2 separate regions of the Anas platyrhynchos genome follow, and region 1 is linked to region 2. Evidence: chromatin contacts called from public Hi-C data. All regions are on one chromosome and are shown on one strand. Each heading gives the region's core, a stretch centred on a gene start, on an enhancer-like site or on the middle of the called end of the contact. The rest is flanking DNA. Distances are from core to core; before and after follow the strand shown. Region 1 overlaps LOC101799014 (serine protease inhibitor Kazal-type 5). Region 2 holds the start of LOC101798824 (ovoinhibitor).

Region 1 (6,187 bases), core at 2,518-5,017, 38 kb after region 2:
AGCACCTTAGAAATCTGGTGGAAGGAAGATAAGCAGCGGGACATGGTAATGAGTGGCAACAAATTATACAGGAATGGGAGTAGGCTGGGCAGGTGGAGGAGCTGAGCTGTACATTAAAGGAGAGCCGATCAAAGAGCACAACCAAGTTAACTGTATCAACAAGTGCCAGAGTCCCTAGGATTGCAGTCCCATGCCCGGACATTATAATATTAAGTAGTTATCCCATCATCCATCCAGAACAGGGCAATGACCATGAAACTTCAGATGAGGCTGTGATGGAAATATCAGGAAGCAAGCACAAGCAATGGAAGATATCCATCTTCGCATACAGATGGTGTAAGTAACAGGACAGAAAGATGTCAAAGTTTAAGAACGGAAGCTATTGCTCCTCCAGCAGCAATTAGTGACCTCTGAAGCATTAAGTCACTTCTTCATCATGTTCTGAGCAGCACCCAGGAGCACCACTTCTTTAGATTTCAAGAAGCAAGGAGCCACTGGTGACATGCTCAAAACCAACAGTCCTGAAGAGGCCTTACAACCCTGCTACTGTAAACTTCACTTAAGAACAGGAAGCTGCCTGAGAATACAGACACTTGTTTAAAGTAAGTTAGAAAGGAAGAGTCAATAGGGAAAAAACATGCCCCAGAGGCAAGAAGACCATTTGAAGAAATGATTAGTGTAAGTACATATCTCCGAAGGGATTTTTTTTTCTAGAAAAGTTAGTGTGCTTAGCAGAAAATGGTACAAACAGCACTAAGACAAGGCTAAGAAGTACTGTCCAAATAATGGAATTAAAAACAATCTAAAATATAAAGCCTTCTGCTGTGCCAAAATATACTACAAATATTCTGAGCAGAACTTTTCAAGTCACAGGCACTAATAACAAATTTGAGTGTCCATGATCAGAGGGCGAAGGGAGCCTCCAAGGAAGATAACACCATAGCAGAACAGCTGAATTAACTTCTTTATTCACAATAAATGGATAAATCCCATTAACACGGGGTCACACACAGGGACTAAGTCCTTCAGCAGCACTCAAGGAACTCAAAAAATGATCATCCAGCCCAAGCTCTGCAGTGCACTTTGCAGTAAAGGGAGAAAAGCTCATACAAACAGAATAATGCAGTAAGGACAGAGAAAGGACAGACCAGGGAAGACTCATGACAGGTTTTGGGGAGGAAAGTCCTGTCTTGTCATACATGAGAGTTCCACCAAGCATGGACAATGGCATTGTTTGACACAACTGACTTTTACTTCTAATCCAATCTTGAGATCCCTCCTCTAAAGGCTTCTTAGGAAACTAAGGTACCATAGAGTAAAGGAAAAGCTTCTGTGAGTTAAGAAGTGGTTAAAAAAGAAAGCAGTAATGACAGGACAGCTGTCCCAGTGGGGGTGGGACCCAACAGGAATCTCTGCAGCTCAAGTTATTATAAATGACTCGGAAAAGGGGATTAGCAAGGGGACTATTGGAATGATTCAGAAAAGTTCAAAGCTCCAAATCACCCAAGAGAAAAGCATAAGTCACTCATGACACAGTGGCTGGACAAGAAAATGGCAGACGAATTTCAGTATTGAAAGATGTAGAAGGGGAAATTAGCAAGCTATACTCTAGCTGCCTATTAGAGCTCCCTCAGGGGTGTATCATGGAGATATTGTAGGTAAGGCCACAAGAAGACATCAGGCCAGAGTTCAGCAACCAGAAAGATCTAGCACCTGATTGGAACCATTAAGAGGGAGAAAATTATTACTATGATAATTCTGCAGCTTCCTACAGCAGGGCTGTAGGAAGCTGCAGAAAGCCCCCGCCCTGGCCACCCAGAGGAACAGAGGTAGGAAGGGCTTTTGTCCAGAGAAGAATTAAGATTACCAGAACACCTATAGTGGAAGGCAGGCTACAAAGAGAATAGGAGTATGACAGTCTAAAATAAGGAATGCCCAGAGAAAATGAACAGGAGATGTCTAAGATTACTCACAGCACTCAAAACAAATGATAGCAAATGAAATTATCGTATAGTGGGTTTAAACAAACAAAAGGAAGTTTTTTCCCCCCTTCCCATACAATCTAATTGCATTGTGGAACTCATTGCCTCAGGATGTTGTGGATGCCAAACACATCAAGGGAGTCAAAAGTCAATTAAACTCATGGACTGGTCCATCAGTGGCTATTAAATATGATGATGATGGAGATGCAGCCTCTGGCTGGTGAGTCCCCAAGCCACAGGAAGCTTTATCACAGGAAGAATTGCTTTGTGCTCGCCCTGTTTACTCCCCTCAATATCCACAACCAGCCATGGTCAGACCAGCACCCAGGTTTGGGGTTTGCTCTCCCCAGCTGCTGAAGCGTCGGAGTTGATGCGGACATTCCCAGGTTTCAGCACATGCCAGCTGCAGCCTGGAGGTTGGGATGCCTCCTTAGTCCCTGTCCTGAAGTGACACTAAACCTTCTGAAAACAGAATGGACTGCCAACATCTTGGGCTAAAATTTTGGGCTTAAACCTCAGGAGATCCCGCACACATGAAGTCCAAAATCACACCCAGATGTCAGCCCTTTGTTTGAATGTCACGATTTATATTCTGAGTGACACTTCCTCTTCTGTCTCCCCAACAATGACAAAACAAAGAGGTATAAACAAATCCTGGCTCCAGATGTTCTGCCCTCATTAGCGACCAGCTTGGCTAATGCTATTTCATCAGCCCTTTGTTTCAGGGTGGCAAGCCAACATCAGCAAGTCGAGGACACTTTGATGGGGCTCCCCCCCCCCTCCTCCTTGGGATGTGACAAATTCCCAAGACACTCCTGCCCAACACTCAGTGCAATAACAAGCACAGGGCTGAATGACTGCCCTCGACAATGTTTGGTACGTGGAAAAACTTGTGCTCGCTAATTACCATGATTGCTCCATAAAAATCCCCCTCGGGCGGCCGCGTGCGATGCAGGTGAGTGCAGCGCCGCAGCCCTGCCCCTCGGCAGCCCGCAGCCCAGGAGGAGACAGACATCCCCGCTCTTTGAAGAACCTCCCCCAGCCAGCACTGGAGGTGTCCCACCCACCGGATCTATTCCTAGACATATCGGTTTCTATTTCTTTTCCCCACTGTTACACCAGTGCAAAGAGACAAGGTTGAGGATCAGCGAGACCAAACACGTACACAGGCTACAAAGCAAAGGTTTTCGTCCTCCTTTGAAGCCTGCTCTCCATTATGTGAGGAGAGATGCAGCAGATTTACTTCCCTGGGTTGAGCAGTCCTAAGCCTCTTTACTAAGCCTGCCAGCGAAAGCCTCAAAGCAGATGCCAAACCCTGCAATCTTTTTATGCATGGTAGAAATAATCTCTTCGCCTGGTGTCTGGGAGAACTGAACCCAGCATCCAGGCAAAATACTGCCGGACTGGGAGCCAGAGCAGAGCCAACAGCTACGGCCCAGCACCTTCTCTCTGCCACCTGCCAACATCATACACTCTGCTTTTACCTGAGCTCCAACCACCAAGGTTGGAAAGAGATATGAGGATCTAACCCTAAAGCCCATCAGATCTGCCCTAGGTGGTCTCTGCTGGCAAACTTGGGCCTTGTCCTCCACCAAAGGGAGCTCTCAGCATCCCCTCCTGCTGCAATTCCACTTGCACCTGTTTTACAGGTTGAAGGGGGGAGCCCAAAGACACCCTTCAAGAGTACAACAGCTCCTGAAGCAACCCCTGCTTCCTGACTCCGAGTTCCGAGGGCCTTCTTGCTGGCAGGCTGCCCTGAGCTGACAAGGTTGAACCTCATGAGTCACCACCATTGCCAAATCCCCAGAACTATGGCAACTGCAGACATTTTCAACCAGAACAAGCCGCAAGGGCAGAGGGAAGCTAGTTGTAAAAGGAATAAATCAAAGGGAAATATTTGGCACTTCACTTTCGACAGGGAAGGACTCATCAACTTTTACTGTGGAGGAATAAAGAGTGAGACGAAAGATCCACTTTCACTTCACTCCCAGGATGCCGAAGGACTTTCGCATCCCTGTACTGAGAACAGCTGCTCTAAGTCTCTGCATCTCATAATGATAGATTCCTTGCTTAAAAATAAATCAGTGCAGCCTGGGATGCATGCCAACACTTTCCCCCCAGTTTTCCCACGTCCTACATTTTAAAAGCAGCTGATGAGATCCATCCTTGCTTATTCCTCATCCTTCCTTTAATAACTCCCTGCGTTCTCATTAAAACCAGTGTGCTGCCCTCCTCACCTTTAAAGTTTCCCAGAGCTGCAGCCTCTTGCCTTGGCTACTCTTGCTTCATTCTGCATCATACTACTCAAATTCAGCTACACTGGTGGCCTTGGAAGCTCCTTTTGGTAATTTCTCCCATAAGCACCACTCTTGAACTCTTTGTGCCCTAGATCTAAAAACACTTCTGCTGCACTTCTCTGTCTCCAAAAATACAGGCAAATTAATAGTTCAGGGCCAGTTGAAACCAAAACACGGTTACTCTTTTCGTATTGCTCTTGACCTTCAGGTTGATATTATTCCCTAAAATTTAGAAAAGACACCCAAAGTTTGCAAACAAGGCGCTCAAACACACCATGTTGTGCAACACGCAGGCTATCAAACCTGGGATCTCATTACACCCTCTGCCTCCCACTCTGGGTTGTGTTCCCTTGTTACATCTTGTTTCAAATTAGACTGAAAGCTCTTCATGCCAGCGGCAGTGGCTCCCTGTGGCATCACTGCAGCAAACAGGATTAATAAGCAAGACTAAACACAGCTCTCAAAAGCATCAAAAAAACAAAGAGGAAACTGAAGAGATGTGGGAAAGTGAGTGCCCCTGATCTGAATAAAGAACAGCTCTCCAGATGCTAGAATAACTCCAGGACATCTGTGAACTTGACTTCTCTGTGAGTTTCATTTTTCACTTCTAGCCCCAGCATTTACCAGATTAAGTGAACCTAAGTGAAAAGATGCTTTGCATGGTCATATTCTTGTGCTGTCTTTCATCAGCATAGCTCCAAGATTTAACTAGACCATTCAAATCAGGTCATTTGCATTGTAAATGACAGGGCATACTTAGCAAGCAGAGGATATAAGCAATGGAGCGACAAGAAAATAAGCAACCTGTCCCTTTTCAGCAGACAACTGTCCTAGCTTAAGAGCTATGGTTTTGCAGTGCCTTACTGCACTGACTTCTGCTTTAGGACCTAACTGGAATTAAGCTATCCCTCCCGCAATAATGGCTGTCTGTGCAGGTGCTCTCTCATCAGCTTTCCACCTCTGACTTAAATCTCACCCAGAGCCCCAGGTGCTGCCCTTCCATTAGGGCACACCTGCCATTTAGGGAACAGTTTGGCCAACACCACCTAGGGGCTTTACACCAACTGAGTAGTTTTTCCTATAGCCTGGAGAGGCTGTCACAAGTAGCGTCCTCTATCAGAGGAACTATGAAGAAAGGCAAGATTTGCCATCGGCCACAGAATGAGTCAATGGTTAGGGTAAGACACAACCTTCCCTGGAGCTGAGCCTGGGGTTCATTCTACTGTCCCCCATCAGTTCCCCAGCCCCACACACTTCTGCTGCTGAGGTCTATGACACCAGCACTGAGGTCTGGGAGAGTTTGCTTTGCATAGCTATTTCACTCTGATGCAGTAGAGATGGGTTTGTCCCTTTTCACTAGACATGATTTCTGTAACAATGAGCTTTCAGTGATGGGAATTACCAGCCCAGAAATTATAATGCTAATGTTTCGGGTGCACAACAGCAGATCAGCCATCACTGCTTCCCAGGAGCAGATCTACCTCTCCCAGGCCTAGCATCACTGCTGGATTTTGCTTCTGCAGAACTTACTGGCACCAGAAATCAAGTCCCAGAAGCAATTCCGGTGACTTTCTTTAAGCAGGCATAGAGGAATTGCCCAACAGCACTGTTAGTTTCAGAGCAGCACTGACAGCATTGCTCTTGCTGGCACCACTGACCTCCAGCAAAGATGGGTCTCTGGGTGGCAGGAGCATAACATGCCCACACAGGTAAGCACACATCCACAGAAGACAACAGCATTAAAACAGAGTTGTCATCCCATAGGCAATTTCAAACAAGATGAGCTTTACTCTTTTAATCACCCTCCATCCAACTGGTGCTAAGGTCAACACTTGCAGGCAAAACTGCCTTTCCCTGCTGTTACCTCTGCTTGCAGCTGTAGCTACAGAGACCCACAAATGAGAGCAC
Region 2 (6,436 bases), core at 119-2,618:
ATGGTCTTTGATGCGTTCAAGCATATCGTCTTAAGACAGCTTTCCTCTTGAGGAGGTAATATACTGCCCTTTGACTCGGAGTAACTCAATTATATTTAAGAGTTATTCTAATAGGATTGTATAATTACTTCTTGCTTTCTTCATTTTACTTAATGAACTGAAAATAGTATAAATGGGGGGGGGTGTTTTACTTTCTCATGATTTGGCAATATCATTCAATCATGCACTGGCAAATATTATTTGAACAGCCAGGATTTCATTAGATTTAATCCACTTGCTCATCAGGTAATTATATACTGTTTCTATTTTACCAGAAGCTCAGAATAGAACAGAATAAATGGAAAAATCTGTAACTTACCTCAATTCCAAAGGTAGTATCTAAAAGAAAAGTAGAGACAGAAAATAAATATATATATATATATTGATGTGCAGAGATGACATGCAAATCTTCCTATGAAACAATTAAATTCAGTGACTTGTTGATTGGTTTATTGGGTTTAAGAAAATGTAGTCTTACATTATGTTAGTAAGTGCTCATAAGGTGAATTAAAAGTTACTAAATAAAGTTTTATTCCACTTTTGATGGCAGATAGAATGGGGGAGACCATATGTATTAATCAGTTCCTAAGACATTACAGGGAAGCGATATAGGCATTTTCAATTCTGCACTCTGAGTTTAACCTCTTCTAAAAGACTTTGTATTTGATTTCGAGAAGCTCAGACGTGCATTTAAGATGGCTGTCAATCACTGGCACTACCCATCTCAAGACACAAACTTCTCAGTTACTGGGAACAGCACAGAAAAGTTCACAGAGTGATTCTAGCCATTAAAGTTAGCACTTATGTTGCTCACATGGACACGGATGCCATTGCAAACAGCCTTGCTTTGCCCTTATACCCAGCAGTTCCACATGCAAGCTCCTGCCCTGCACTAAGACTGCTGCCTCAGCAATTTCCTCCTATAAACCAAGATGAAAGCAGTTATCTGCATGAGGTTTGTTGAAACTTGGTTCTTTCAGTTTAATTCTTTGCTACACTCTCAGGAAGAATATTCCTCCATGGAATAAGGCTCTCCTGCACATTACAAGACCCCAATACTTTTGCTGATCACCCCGCTGCTGGTTCAGCTAAAGCAACCTATGCAATTGGATGGGAAACACTCACCTAAGAAGCAGCAGAGGGCTAGAGCCACTCTCACAAAGAGCCTGGTGGTCTTCATGGCAGACAGCAGCTGTGCCACTACAGCCCGATCGCTCTCAGTGTGGGAGAGGAAGGGCACAGGCAGGAGTGGGAATATATAGCGAACTGTCATGTCAAATGGTCCCACCTTATGATGTAACACCCAATCCGTCATCAACACGGGAAACCAAAATGTATTTACCCAGCTCTGGATTTCTAGCTAATGATTGACGCAGGCACGTATGCCAGGAAGGGGCCTTTTGTGTGGCTTGAGGGGAGCCAGCAAGAGAGCGTGCCAAGGCCCCTCCGCTCCCGGATCTGCCCCAGCACAGTGCAGGCTCTCATTTGCCCTACAACGGAATAAGTGCAATTAGATTTTTCTCCTCTGCTGTAGTTTTCAACCAAGCTCCTAGCTGGTAGACAAAACCCTAGCTATTTCACCTTGGGGCATGACTTTGCACCTTCACCACTACATTTCACGTCAGTTTGAGCCTGGGCACTTGCAGCCCAGAAGGTTACCCCATTCCCTCTGGAAGAAATCCTGTTCTTCTGCCTTTAAAAAAAAGACTCATAAGAGATCTGCTCCATGTACCAACTTTCTCTGTATTAAGGCAAGGAACAAAACCATGACGTTTGGTCCCCAAATCCATCTTTTTGGCTGTTCACTGATAACTCCTGTCGTACCCTCTGTTCACATATTACCACCTCCCCTGTTGCCCGTTCCTGACCCACCTCGCCAAGCCTAAATGACACCATCCCACAGGGCAACAGGTCAAACGCTTTGCTGTCTGGATAGACTAGATCTACTGTACTTCCCTTATCTAGGAAGTCAGCCAACTTTGTAAAGATTGATATTAGCTCATACACGATTACCTTCCGGCACATTCATCGTGTACATTAATCATTCCTTTACACTTCATGTCTTTAGTTTTCTTCAAGCTTCAGCTGAAGGTTTGCCCAGCATTAAAGTAACGCAGCTTAGATCAGTCCTGAACATGTTTTTCTCCTTTATTTAAGCAGATTTTTTGTCAATTCTATACATTGGTCTCAAAACAAGTCTCCTCAGTTGGGATCCTAGATTTTCCAAGTTTCTAAGTTTTAATCTTTCATATTCTGTACTCAGTAGTAAAAATCCTTATTTGCAAATCTATTTTTGGCATGATTTAAACAGAGTGAGCTCAGGTTGAATCATCCCAGTATTATTTTTCTAAGAGGAGGACATCAACACCCTTTTCACATGAAAAGCAAATCCACAATGACATGATTTGGGGGATTACTTAATCAAAAATTCTGTTTGCTCCTCATATCCAGAAGCTCTGCTAACAGTAGTAGTTTGCAGTGTGCATCTACAAAGTTAAAGCCTCCCCAGATACCAACATTTCCAGCTATGTCGATGCCTAGTGATGTTACAGAGGTCTCTATTCACATATCTTGCTTTCGTTACTTCCCCGAAATTCAGCCTAGCTATCTCCTGCCCTGTCCCTTATCTCAACAACACCAAGTGTCAAGGACTCCAGAGCTTTGGACCAACACAGCTCTCAAGTGTAAGGACCTCTATTCACCCTGATCACAATATCTATCTTTCTCAGTGCTTATTGAAGCCAAGTCCATCATCAATTAATGCTGCCTGTCAGAGGAAAATGCAACTTGACAACTTAATTGCCAGACTCTGTAAAAGCTGTCACGGTCAAGCAAATCCCTGCCAATGTCCACAAAGATGACACCTGAACCTTATTGGTGAGGAGACATTATTTGCAAACCAAATCTGCAGTTAAAATAGATTGACTCAGCATGTTCTGTCAAGATCACAGCAATTGTCTTCTAGCTAAGTTATTAAATTCAGGGAATGTTTGCAATAGGAGATGGATTAAAGGGGCAAATAAAAAACACCTGTCAGTGATCTAGAGGAGGAATTGGGATCTAGAAAACAACATCGCAGCCATAGCCTATGTCTGCCACCCCCCACCTCAGCTGCAATGCAGTGCTTGTTCACCCACATGGGCCAAGAAAGAATGTGACTCCTTTGAGGCTAGAAGGCAATGAAGCCAACCCACCTGTTTTTCAGAAATATATGCAGAATTTTTTTCTGTTTCCTATCTACAAACCAAGAGTGCAGATAGCAATACAACTGTGCTAACATTGAACTATTTCTTTTAGGACCTTCAGCATATAGGGAAAGTGTGAATTTTCATGCGTGTTTGCTGTTGTATTTGGTGTTTTTTTTTTTTTAAACTTGCAACATGTTGCATCTACATCTTACTATTTTGAGTGACCCACTCAAGTGGAGTTGCTCATACCTTCATTTTGAGGAAAGTTTTGGAGAGCTCTTCCAGCTCCCTGTCTTGTTCTGCAGTCCTGGTTGGATGGCTGGCCAGCAGGAGGACCCCTGCAGCATACAGGAGCAGGGCATGTCCCAGGGCCTGGACAAGAGCTCCATGTACCAGGGAGACCTTTGCAGGACAGGAGGCGTATGCCAATGGGTGCTAAATAGGAACCTTAAAGAGAGGAGAGGCCCATTCACCAGTCCCTGAGACAAAGCAGGTGGGCCATGGAGCACAGCCTGTGATAATCAAGGGAGATAAGGCTGAAACCCATACACAGCAGTTGCTTGGAGGGTACAGCATCAGGGGGACACCCAGGCAGTCAGAAGAGACGGCTCTGCAACAGAAGCCCTCCTGCAGACTGGCATGAGGCTCATGCAGAGGCCCTGCTGCTGTGGTGGCCATGAGAGGTGGTGGGCAGCACTGCCAGGCTCCAAAAGGACAGGCTGCAGGGGATTGGGAAACAGCACAGGAGTACAAGGTCTGCGAAGGGTTCTGCCAGAGTCAACAGTCCTCAGTATAAAGCCAGAGCAGCATTTGCATGTCCCTTCGGGTTATGTAAGTACCTGACACCTTCCATGCAAAAAAAAGCAAGTGGCTCAAGGCCCCTGCAGGGAGCAATTGAGCTCAAAACCCCGGCAATGTTTGGGAGAACTCGAGGAAAAGCTGTGCGAGAAGGCAGGAGACTCGTGAACAGCCTAGAGCTGCCAATTTGTAGTGCCAGTCCTGCCAAGCTTCAGGAAATGCTGTGAACCACATGGGGGCCGTGCCCACTGGCAGTAAGACACCCTCAATAACATGCAATTTACAGCAAAATGAAGATGTCCCAGAGTATTAGTACCTTTCCAGGTTCATCGAGAGCTCTTTAGGTCTCATTACAGCATTAGAGGGCAACACCAAGGGTAACCAAGAGCAAAATAAAAGGAGAGAGTGATATATTCATAACACCTCTTGAGGTTTTTGCCTCCTTCTCCCTAGGACCCCCATGGAAATAACACCTGGCATCACTCATGTGGAGTCCCACCTGGAGCTCTGCTGCATATGGTGCTACTGGGGTCCGTAAGTCCTTGGACTGATCTGCAAAGGGAGGCTGAATGACAAGGAGGAGGGCTGCTGAAAGCAAGAAAGAGTTGCCATTGCTACCTCTGGTAGGCTCACTAACAACAGCAAAGGCAGATTTAGCAAGTCACTGCCGTGGGCCTTCTTAGCAGTTTTGTAATCTGATTAATAAACCCTTATTGCCAGCTATGATTTCTGTGAATGATCATTTCTGCTGGTAGCAGGAGAAATTCAGAAGGTGCTCAAGCCCTGGCAGAAGAGGCTAGTAGGGCACCCTCCTCATCAGTTCATTGGTTTTGGAACACAATTAATGCAGGTTTTATGGGTGATTATTTCAAAATCTGAATGCTTGAAATCACTACAAGCACTTTCAAGTGCACTGATTTTCATCTGCAAGAATTTATTTTAAGCCTCAAACTGTGTACTGCTTTTAAAAAAATATCACACAGAAGTTCCTGCACATGATTTTAGCTGGAATCAGTGAGCAGACATCATCAGCGAACATTTTTACTGCCTCATATTCATCCTTCTCAAGCTGCATAAATAATATTCAAGGGTTCACCTGTTTCATCAGCTCAAAGACAGACAAATTTTGGACCTCCAGAAACAGCTAAATAGGACGAAACCAGTGACTTTTCCCTGCATAACTGTACGTGGTGGGATTTTCCATGTAGAAATAATCAGTGATAATTTATGTCTAAACGATAGTGTTTGCACATGTTAAAAATCAGCATACAAAATATTAACCATTGTTTATGTCAGAATCTGCTGATAATAAAGTCATAGACTGATAAATGCAATACATGCGGAAGTACTTTATGAGAGTAAAAAATCAATTTTCATTAGCTGCATTAAGGAAAAAAAAAGAATTGTGATAACTTAATTGAAAAAAAAAAATCAATATCTGTGAGGAGAGCCAAATTAATTGGCACTGAGTGAAATCTTGCCAAAATCTGAAAGAAAGTTACTCCAGCCTTATCTGCAACAGAGCGTATTTACAGATCAGGTCACAGCTAAAGTGGACTCAAACACTGCGTGTTCACTCAAGGTCTTCTGGAAATGTCCTGCAATAAAGTTTATACAAATAAGAACATATTTGCTTTAAGTAACAACTATAAAAGTACAGGAAAGGCATGCAAACCACCAATAGGTTTCTGTTAATCCACTATCACATTTTCCTCCTTTGCAAATCCCACCCAATTTTCAGGTGCATGGCGCTAATAGACCCCTAGCTAGCCCCGGGAGCATTTAGCTCAAAGACCCAACTTCATCTCAAAATAGTTTCAGTGGGGGTTGGCCTGTTCTCCCATGTGCCTGGTGACAGGACGAGGGGGAATGGGCTAAAGTTACGCCAGGGGAGTTTTAGGTTAGATGTTAGGAAGAATTTCTTTACTGAAAGGGTTGTTAGGCACTGGAACGGGCTGCCCAGGGAGGTGGTGGAGTCACCATCCCTGTAAGTCTTCAAAAGACGTTTAGATGTAGAACTTAGGGATATGGTTTAGTGGGTACTGTTAGTGTTAGGTTAGAGGTTGGACTCAATGATCTTGAGGTCTCTTCCAACCTAGAGATTCTGTGATTCTGTAATATAGATGAACTAGATCTAACTGCAAAACAGCTAAATCTCCAAGTGACATTTTCCTATCCTTAAATAATTTAAACCGTTCAACAGTCATGGAGCTTCTCTCCCCTCTTCCCCCTCCTGCACTGGCTGAGCCCATGTGCCCTCCGGGACATCAGACAGCTGCACGGGACCTGCTGTGCACAAACTAGCCAAGGCAGAAAGGTGACCCAGAAGCACGTGGTGGTGGTCCACAGGCCACCAAGGTGGGCTGCTGAGCTCTCTGCTTGGCCAGCACAGCCTCAGAGATGCCACAGGC

What was found. A called contact is a pair of places that touch in the nucleus more often than the background predicts.
Region 1: a contact with region 2 is called in a Hi-C map of skeletal muscle, with 4 times the contacts expected there. The contact joins the enhancer-like site here to the promoter of LOC101798824 in region 2. A contact is called at or near these places in 2 of 8 Hi-C or Micro-C datasets (liver and skeletal muscle).

Annotation. Positions count from the first base shown.
Region 1 is chr14:8,720,619-8,726,805 of IASCAAS_PekinDuck_T2T, forward strand. All of the region lies in intron 2 of LOC101799014 (serine protease inhibitor Kazal-type 5), which reads right to left. Among named protein-coding and RNA genes, the nearest start is that of HRH2, 52 kb to the right of the region's middle. Within about 2 kb of position 3,768, at least 2 of the 8 cell types and tissues checked have an H3K27ac peak or open chromatin away from gene starts, as enhancers often do.
Region 2 is chr14:8,684,890-8,691,325 of IASCAAS_PekinDuck_T2T, forward strand. It overlaps LOC101798824 (ovoinhibitor), which reads right to left and starts at 1,369. Exons shown (of 16, transcript XM_005027913.6): 1 at 1,165-1,369; 2 at 359-378. The coding sequence starts at 1,354.